2 separate regions of the Ovis aries genome follow, and region 2 is linked to region 1. Evidence: chromatin contacts called from public Hi-C data. All regions are on one chromosome and are shown on one strand. Each heading gives the region's core, a stretch centred on a gene start, on an enhancer-like site or on the middle of the called end of the contact. The rest is flanking DNA. Distances are from core to core; before and after follow the strand shown.

Region 1 (4,280 bases), core at 648-3,147:
TTCCAAAAAGTATTTAGAAAAAACAACAACAACAACTCCTGTAACATTTTGTATACGGCTATATATATGAGGATGTGCACAGCAGAATCATTTCTTGATCTATGTAAATTACTTTCTTCTTGAATTTGATGCTTTCTTTAAAAATATAGTCTGAAAAGTATAAGGAACTTTAAGTAAACAGTCTCAGGGGCTGAAAATGGGAAACTTGCCATTGTTTCTGCGTCCACAGTAACCAGGTCAGCTTTTTTCACATTCTACACCAATAGCTGGATGCCATTCAGGAGAGAGAATAATTGCTGATAGCAGCAGAAATATTTTTAAACACCCCTCTTCTTTTCACTCACATCTGTTAGGTGTTTGAATGAATTTTCATCTTGCTTTCAGAACAGGTGCTTAACTGGGTGTTAAGTAGCTGGGGTCTGTGTGTGTGAATGAGAACAGCTAACGCAGAGTGAATCACGGGGCAGAAACATGATCCAGTCCCAGTGACCCATGATAGTCCCTGGCTTGAGGGATCAGGAAGAGAATTCTGTATTAGTTTCTCAAGCATAAACTGCTCAGCTGGTAGAGAATCCGCCCACAATGCAGGAGACCTGGGCTCCATCCCTGTGTTGGGAAGATCCCGTGGAGAAGGGAAAGGCTACCCACTCCAGCATTCTGGCCTGGAGAATTCCACGGACTCTATGGTCCATAGGGTCGCAAAGAGTCGGACATGACTGAGCGACTTTCACTTCACTTCACTTCACTTCAAACATAAACAGCCCATGTATTTGTGTGCCTTATCATTTTTGAATCTTGATGTTATTCTCAGAAATACATGCCAGCTTTAAAAATAGGTACCGCATTCCTAAGCACAGGGCTTGATACACAACAGCAAAAACTGCATTTTTATTTTACTGTTTAAAAGAACCAAATTTCCTCGCTGGAAAGAATGTCACAATTGAGAAATAGGCTGCATTTTACTGTTGCCTTCATGAAGCAGTAACTATAACCAATGCCCAGAAAATCTTAAAGTCCCCATAAAGCACAAACATTTAAGAGAAAAGAGCCCCTCCATAATTGTAACCCTAAGTGTATTTCTTTCTCCAAAGAAAAGCAATCTTTTTATTGGAAAATGAGTTTCTCCTTTAAGGACACTGGTTAGATGAGATCTCCCCTAGTCCACCTCCTCGGGTCTTAGCAGGGACCCCTCGTGAATCACATCTTCCCCCAGCCAGGTGTTTCTCCAGCAAAGAAAAGCTTTTAAGAACATGAGTGAGGGTGTTAGTAGTGAGACTCTCTTAAAGATACAGAGTGCTGAATATTTTTTAAAGAAATTCCCTATAGAGGGTATCATTTCACAAGCATAGATTCAATTATTACTTTTTCTTCTCTTTCTTCTTTTTTCCAGATTAAAAATTGAAGCCAAGAGTGGTTTCTCAACCACGAGTCCCATGACTCTGGGCTGTCCTGGATCACACTTTCCCTCACACTCCGAACGCAACCCACAAGCAAGTCTTGCCAGCTGCCTTCAGAAAGTTCCCAAATCCACCCACGTCCTCCACTGCCACCCTGGTTCAAGCGGCGACTGCTCTTCCCAGCACAATGGCATCTGTCTCTAACTGGGTGCCTCCCCACCCTGTGATGATCCACTGCCCACACAGCAGCCAGAGATTTTTCTGAAGTGTGATTCAGACCCCCAGGCTCCTCTGTTTAGGAATCCTCAATGGCTCCCCATGACCTCCAAGGCTTTGGGTGATCTGGCCCTGCCTGTTACTTCATATTAGGCCTCATACTTCATGTTCAACTTTCTCCCTAATTCATGGCACTCCAGCCAAGTTGCCTTTCTTTCTGTCCATCAGATGCCCAGCTTTTTCCTGGCTCAAGGCTTTGCTCCTATTGTGGTTTGTTTGGGGGTTTCTCTCCGCTGCCTCCCCTAGACCTCTCCATGGTGGCATCTTCATGAAAAGGAATGTCTCAGCTGCAGTAAGACAAAAGCCCAGCATCCCCTCCATCGTCTGTCTATTACAGCATCCTATTTTACCCTCTTCCTAACACTATTCTTGAAATTATTTTGTTCATTTGTATATGTGTTTATTTGATCACTTCCTGTATATTATGTCAATTGCTGCATGATCAATTACCCAAACATAGCAACTTTAAAACAAACGCAGTTATTACCTCACACTGCTTTCCGAGGCAGGAATTTGGGAATGCCTTCGCTGGTTTGTTCTGAGTCTCAGGTGAGGTTGCCTTTAGATGTCAGTCAGAGCTTCAGTCCTCTGGAGGATTGACTGGGGCTTGCTGCTGTTGTTCAGTCACTCCGTTGTGTGCAACTCTTTGTGACCCCATGGATTGCAGCATGCCAGGCTTCCCTGTCCTTTACCATCTCCAGGAGCTTGCTCAAACTCATGCCCATTGATTCAGTGATGCCATTCAACCATCTCATCCTCTGTTGTCCCCTTCTCCTCCTGTCCTTAGTCTTCCCCAGCATCAAGGCCTTTTCTAATGAGTTGGCTCTTCGCATCAGGTGGCCAAAGTATTGGAGCTTCAGCTTCAGCATCAGTCCTTCCAATAGATACTTAAGACTGATTTCCTTTAGGATGGACTGGTTGGATCTCCTTGCAGTCCAAGGGACTCTCAAGAGTCTTCTCCAACACCACAGTTCAAAAGCATCAATAACTTCCCACCCACCTTTCTTTATGGTCAACTCTCACATCCATACATGACTACTGGGAAAACCATAGCTTTGACTACACAAACCTTTGTTAGCCAGGTAATATCTCTGCTTTTTAATATGCTGTCTAGGTTGGTCATAGCTTTTCCTTCAAGGAGCAAGTGTCTTTTAATTTCGTGGCTGCAGTCACAATATGCAGTGATTTTGGAGCCCAGAAAAATAAAGTCTGTCATTGTTTCCATTGTTGCCCCATCTATTTGCCATGAAGTGATGGGACCAGATGCCATGATATTAGTTTTTTGAATGCTGAGTTTTAAGTCAGCTTTTTCACTCTCTTCTTTCACCTTCATCAAAAGCCTCTTTAGTTCCTCTTCGCTTTCTTCCGTAAGGGTGGTGTGGTCTGCATGTCTAAGGTTATTGATACTTCTTCCTGCAATCTTGATTGCAGCTTGTGCTTCATCCAGCCCAGCATTTTGCCTAATGTGCTCTGCATATATGTTAAATAAGTAAGGAGACAGTATACATCCTTGACATACTCCTTTCCCAATTTGGAACCACTCCATTGTTCCATGTCTGGTTCTAACTGTTGCCTCTTGACCTGCATACAGATTTCTCAAGAGGCAGTTCAAGTAGTCTGGTATTCCCATCTCTTTCGGAATTTTCCACAGTTTGTTGCTGGAAAACCTGATTTCAAGACAGCTGGCAGACAGGATTGGCAGGTTTTTGTTGGCTCTCAGGAAAGTGTCCCAGTTCCTGTATGGACTTCTTCCTAGGGCTGCTGGAGTGCACAAGAGCAAATGATCCCAGAGAAAGAAAGACAGAAACCGCAGTGTGTTTTAGGACCTAGACTGAGAGGTGACACCTGGTGATCTAGCACTAAGCTACTGATTGCACAGGCTGCATCTGTTCCACATGAGAACAGGACAAAGGCAAGAAGACCAGGGGACAGAAGTCCCTGGGGGTTCATCTGTTTGCCCCTCAACATCACAGAGTATATCCTGTTCAACAGCATCCCTATGACTAGGAAAGCACCTAATACCCCACGAATGGTTGATTAGCAGCAGACAAATTGGAATCAGCGAACTAAAATGGACTGGAATGGGTGAATTTAACTCCGATGACCATTATATCTACTACTGTGGGCAAGAATCCCTTAGAAGAAATGAAGTAGCCATCATAGTCAACAAAAGAGTCCAAAATACAGTAGTTGGATGCAATCTCAAAAACAAGAGAATGATCTCTGCTCGTTTCCACTGCAAACCATGCAATATCACAGTAATCCAAGACTATGCCCTGACCAGTAATGCTGAAAAAGATGAAGTTGAAAGGTTCTATGAAGACCTACAAGACCTTCTAGAAATAACACCCCCAAAAGATGCCCTTTTCATCATAGGGGACTGGAATGGAAATAGGAAGTCAAGAAATACCTAGAGTAACAGGCAAACTTGGCCTTGGATTACAGAAAGAAGCAGGGCAAAGGATAACAGAGATTTTCCAAGAGAAATCACTGGTCATGGCAAACACCCTCTTCCAACAATACAAGAGAAGACTCTACACATGGACATACAGAAGTCAGATTGATTATATTCTTTGCATCCAAACATGGAGAAATTCTATACAGTCA
Region 2 (4,280 bases), core at 715-3,214, 150 kb after region 1:
GCATGGGTCAGTCCTTCACAAGGCCGCAATCCCTTCAGTTATAACAGTTAAACCCACCTTCCACATGGCTTCATGGGCTTCCAGCACAGATCCATGAATGTGCTAGCTGGAATTCTCCCCAGCTCCTTCCTGCACGCCTCGCTTCATATGCCCCCTCTCCCCCAGGAAAGGCCTTGTGCCCCATACCCCCAGCCTGGATTCCCCCATGCCCTCAGCCAGCCTCTCCCTGAGCACTGCTGTTTCCATCTTTCCTGGTTCTCAGGTTCGTTTGCTAGGTGTCCTCACGCTGCTGCCCTGAGTTAGGGTCCCACACACCTCTCCACCCGCTTGCAGGAATCTTTTACCTAACCTCCCTTCCCTGCAGCCTGGCAGCTGGAGTCAACTCACAAGTGCAGGCCTGGCTGCCTCCTAGTTTGGGGAGGATGCCCCAATGTCTTGGCCCAGCATGTGGGTGTGGGGACCCATGTCATCCCCCTCTGTCCTGCCCTCCCCTCACCTACCTTCACCCACATTCACATTTGGCTTCAATCTGTGGGATTCTCAAAGGTCCCTGCAGAATGACTGTTCTTCAGACACTCGCAGCTGCACTGTCTCCTTCCCTGCCCACCTCTTCCGACCCCCCGCGTGCACCATCAACCCTCGATTACGTTCATTCCCCCTGTAAGACGCAGCCCAGGCCTCTGCTGACTGAGAAGCATGTTCTGACCCAGCACGGTGCCTGTCACACTCGAACAACAGCTCATGTGTCTGTGCTGAAGACTAGGCTGTGTCTTCCATGAGGTCAGGGATGATCCCATTCATTTCTCATCACTCAGAGTTTAGAACATTGGTGGTGTGTGATAGGCACCCACACGTGTTTGTCGAGTGAATGAGTTGCGTGCACTGTCTGGTGAGTTTGAAATCGGATGCCTCTTTGGTTTACCGTGTGGTGTTCTTCTATCACAGAGGGTTGTCCTGTGATACACAGTACTGACTTGCTTTGTCACACAAGCATTGTGTTCATCATAGATCAAGTCCAAGAGCCTTTGGAATAAACGTGTCATAGGAAAGAATTTCAGGTGTCAGCTAACTCCACTCATGGATACGCCTCTAACTGCAGGTCTGCTTCCTTCCAAATATTACATTTTTTTAAAACAAATTTCAGCATGATGTTAGCAGTTTGCAGTACGCCATTTGTATACACATAACTTATGTCTTACAATTACTTTTGTTTGTTTGAGTGAATTTGTGGCTACATAGGGCCTCCCTTGTAGCTCAGTCAGTACAGAATATGCCTGCAGTGCAGGAGACCTGGATTCGATCCCTGGGTTGGGAGATCCCTTCCCTGGAGAAGGAAATGGCAACCTGCTCAAGTATCCTTGCCTGGAAAATCTCATGGACAGAGTCTGGTGGGCTGCAGTCCATGGGGTCAGAATGAGTTGGGCACAACTGAGCGACTAACACTTACTTACTTACGGCTACATAGCCCATGATTAAAGTAACCAACTTTCAGTAATTAACCTGACATGTGGCCTTCTGTCTGCAAGCCCATTGCTCAGTTACAGGCTAGAGTGAGCTGAGGCAAAGTCGTAGTGCTCAGAAAGTGAGCAGCTGGGTTCTGCACCCAGAAAGGAAAGGTACACCGTTTAAGGGGTGTGTGAGTCTTTTGAGACCATTTTGAAAAATCATAGAATATTGAAAATCCCACATTAACGAGAAACCATGAGTAGACCCCAGGAGAATCCTAATGTATAGAAGGTAGGAAGAGCACACCCCCTAAGAGAACCATAATTTAGTCCCATGAATGGTTTCTGGTCTTCTCCCGTGACACTTTATGGTATCTTGAAACAATGCTGGGTTTCCCGAGGTTTGAGCTGCTGCCCGCCAGCCCCGCCCCAGAGAGCACTGAGGGCCAGATACTGTAAACACCCTACACTCTCAGCTGTGCACAGTGAGAAAGCTGGGAGGAGGCTGTTTACTCTCTCTGCCTTGGAAGTCAACTAGAGAAGCAGCCCGGGAGTGTTCTTACATGTGTCGTGTATGTGGTCCTAGCCAGTGTTTATTTATGAGGTCAGTGCTAAAAGGAAAGAAGTAAATTGATCATGCTAACAAACATAACAAATTTGTGAGATTTATCTTTGACCTGTCTAACATTATTTGGAGGAAAGAAAAACAAGTTTACCATAAACCCAAGAGATGAAGATTCTGGTAACTTACTTATGCAGCTGAGTCTACATTTTGCAGGTGACTGTAGGTGCTCTGTAAAAGCAACAAAAGGTAAAGCACCTTAAGGCCGATAATCTCCATTAACCTGAACAGCATTTCTACACTGAGTTTAGCTTTTGTTGAAGCAAAAGTTCTGGAGTCCTGAAACTTGCTATTTTGTCAAGGTGTTTGCAGGTTGGAGCCCCAGTTTGGCTTCAAGTGTGGCAATAATGGACACTATTAATAGGACCTGCTATTTAAAACCAGAATATTTTATAGTTACACATTTTGAGAAAAGACTGGATTTTTGAGGACACAGATATAATGTAGTAAGGAAAATTTTAAGAAAAATCCAAAACTAACTCCTGGATTCAACCTTCCCAGAAAACCCATAATTTTTACATTTCTTGTTCTCTGTAAATAGTTTAAATCAAAGATTTGTTTAGTAGCTTAGTCTTAGAATTAGATTTAACCCAACATTTATGTCCCTCTCTTGTTATTTTTTCTAACCAATATAGATAAGTTTTATTTGCAAGGAGCATATTTAAATTGGTATATTCTAATATAGCAAGCCCTTAAAGGTGTAAAATAATTGATGCCTGCTTCGCTGTGAAGCAAATGCAGACATAGCTGCTTGCATATGTTGTCTTGATACATCAACAATGCTGATCATTTAAGCTATTAATAAAAGACACTCTACTGCTTTAAAGGTATTAGAGGAACTTTTAATTCCATCTTCTTGCTGAGTGCAAAATATAAGACAATAGGAACAATTGTCTCATGTAAGTGTAACAAAAAAAAACAACCCTGGTGTATGAATCAACTGGTTTAGCATGTGATTTCAAGGAAGTATTTGAAAAGCTGGGCTTGCTGCAGCAGACTGACTGCACAGCCAAAGTGCTGGCTGAGCAACTCTGGCTCGGGCAAGTCATCAACCTTTTCAGGCCTTGCCTCCAGGCTCCAGGAAGCCCTCTGAGACAAGGCTCTCCAGTCTCCTCAAATAAACAGTTATTGTGAATGTTTAAAACTGCGCTTTCTGCCAGGAGACACAGATTATATGAGTAAATACAAAAACAGCTCCAAGTAGGAAGAGGATGACCCATGCGCTTTTCCATAGCTTTTTAGTTATTCTGAGTAAATATCCAGGATGTCTCTTGATTTTCACTTTTAGTCATGAGTGCAGTGTTCCAAAGCTTATTGAAATATGTACTGACCTTCCTTCCATCAGCCAAGAAATACTTATTGAGCACCTATTATTTGCCAGCTCCAGACACTGAGGATACACCACTGAACAGAAACAAAAGCCTTACTCATGTGAACCCACAAGTAGATACATATAGTGTGTCAGAATATAGACATCTTGTTTATTCTGGTATCTAAAGTATCTAATTTTATTCGGTGGTATCATTGCCTTTTTCGGTCTTGCAAAACTGAATGAATGAAATGAAATGAATGAAAAATTTATTTCACTGTCTGTCTATTAAAAATATCCAGATACAGATCTATATGATATTGTTCACTTTTGCATTATTCTTTTAAGTATATTCTCATTGTTCCTGGTCTTTTATGTGAAATGTGTAAGTCATATTAATAAACATGCTTGAGAGGTCATGTTACATATATATATGCTGCTAAGACGCTTCCGTCATGTCCGACTCTATGCAACCCCATAGACGGCAGCCGCCAGGCTCCCCCATCCCTGTGATTCTCCAGGCAAGAATACTGGAGTGGGTTGCCATTTTCTTCTCCAATGCATGAAAGTGAAAAGTGAAAGTGAAGTCACTCAGTCATGTCTGACCTTCAGCAACCCCATGGACTGCAGCCCACCAGGCTCCTCCGTCCATGGGATTTTCCAGCCAAGAGTACTGGAGTGGGGTGTCATTGCCTTACATATATATATTTACTGAAAAGATATAGTTAAGCAGTTTTATAACTAAAAGGCTAAAAAAATGTGTTTACATATATATGTATTTATTAAGTATACTATATATTCCAATTATTATTGTATATAGTACAAGCAAATTATTAGCATGCACCTTACTCTTTTCTAGCTTATAGTTCTTCAGATACTGATGAAGTCGATTTGTCTTTATACT

The links. A called contact is a pair of places that touch in the nucleus more often than the background predicts.
Region 2: a Hi-C map of retroperitoneal adipose tissue shows a contact between it and region 1, with 2.5 times the contacts expected there. The contact joins two enhancer-like sites. A contact is called at or near these places in 10 of 16 Hi-C or Micro-C datasets (hypothalamus, liver, mixed tissues and 5 more).

The regions. Positions count from the first base shown.
Region 1 is chr9:2,472,039-2,476,318 of ARS-UI_Ramb_v3.0, forward strand. No RefSeq gene overlaps it. Among named protein-coding and RNA genes, the nearest start is that of MIR30A, 120 kb to the right of the region's middle. Within about 2 kb of position 1,898, at least 6 of the 54 cell types and tissues checked have an H3K27ac peak or open chromatin away from gene starts, as enhancers often do.
Region 2 is chr9:2,626,542-2,630,821 of ARS-UI_Ramb_v3.0, forward strand. It overlaps LOC114116445 (a long non-coding RNA gene), which reads left to right. Exons shown (of 2, transcript XR_003590365.3): 2 at 1-4,280. Among named protein-coding and RNA genes, the nearest start is that of MIR30A, 38 kb to the left of the region's middle. Within about 2 kb of position 1,965, at least 5 of the 54 cell types and tissues checked have an H3K27ac peak or open chromatin away from gene starts, as enhancers often do.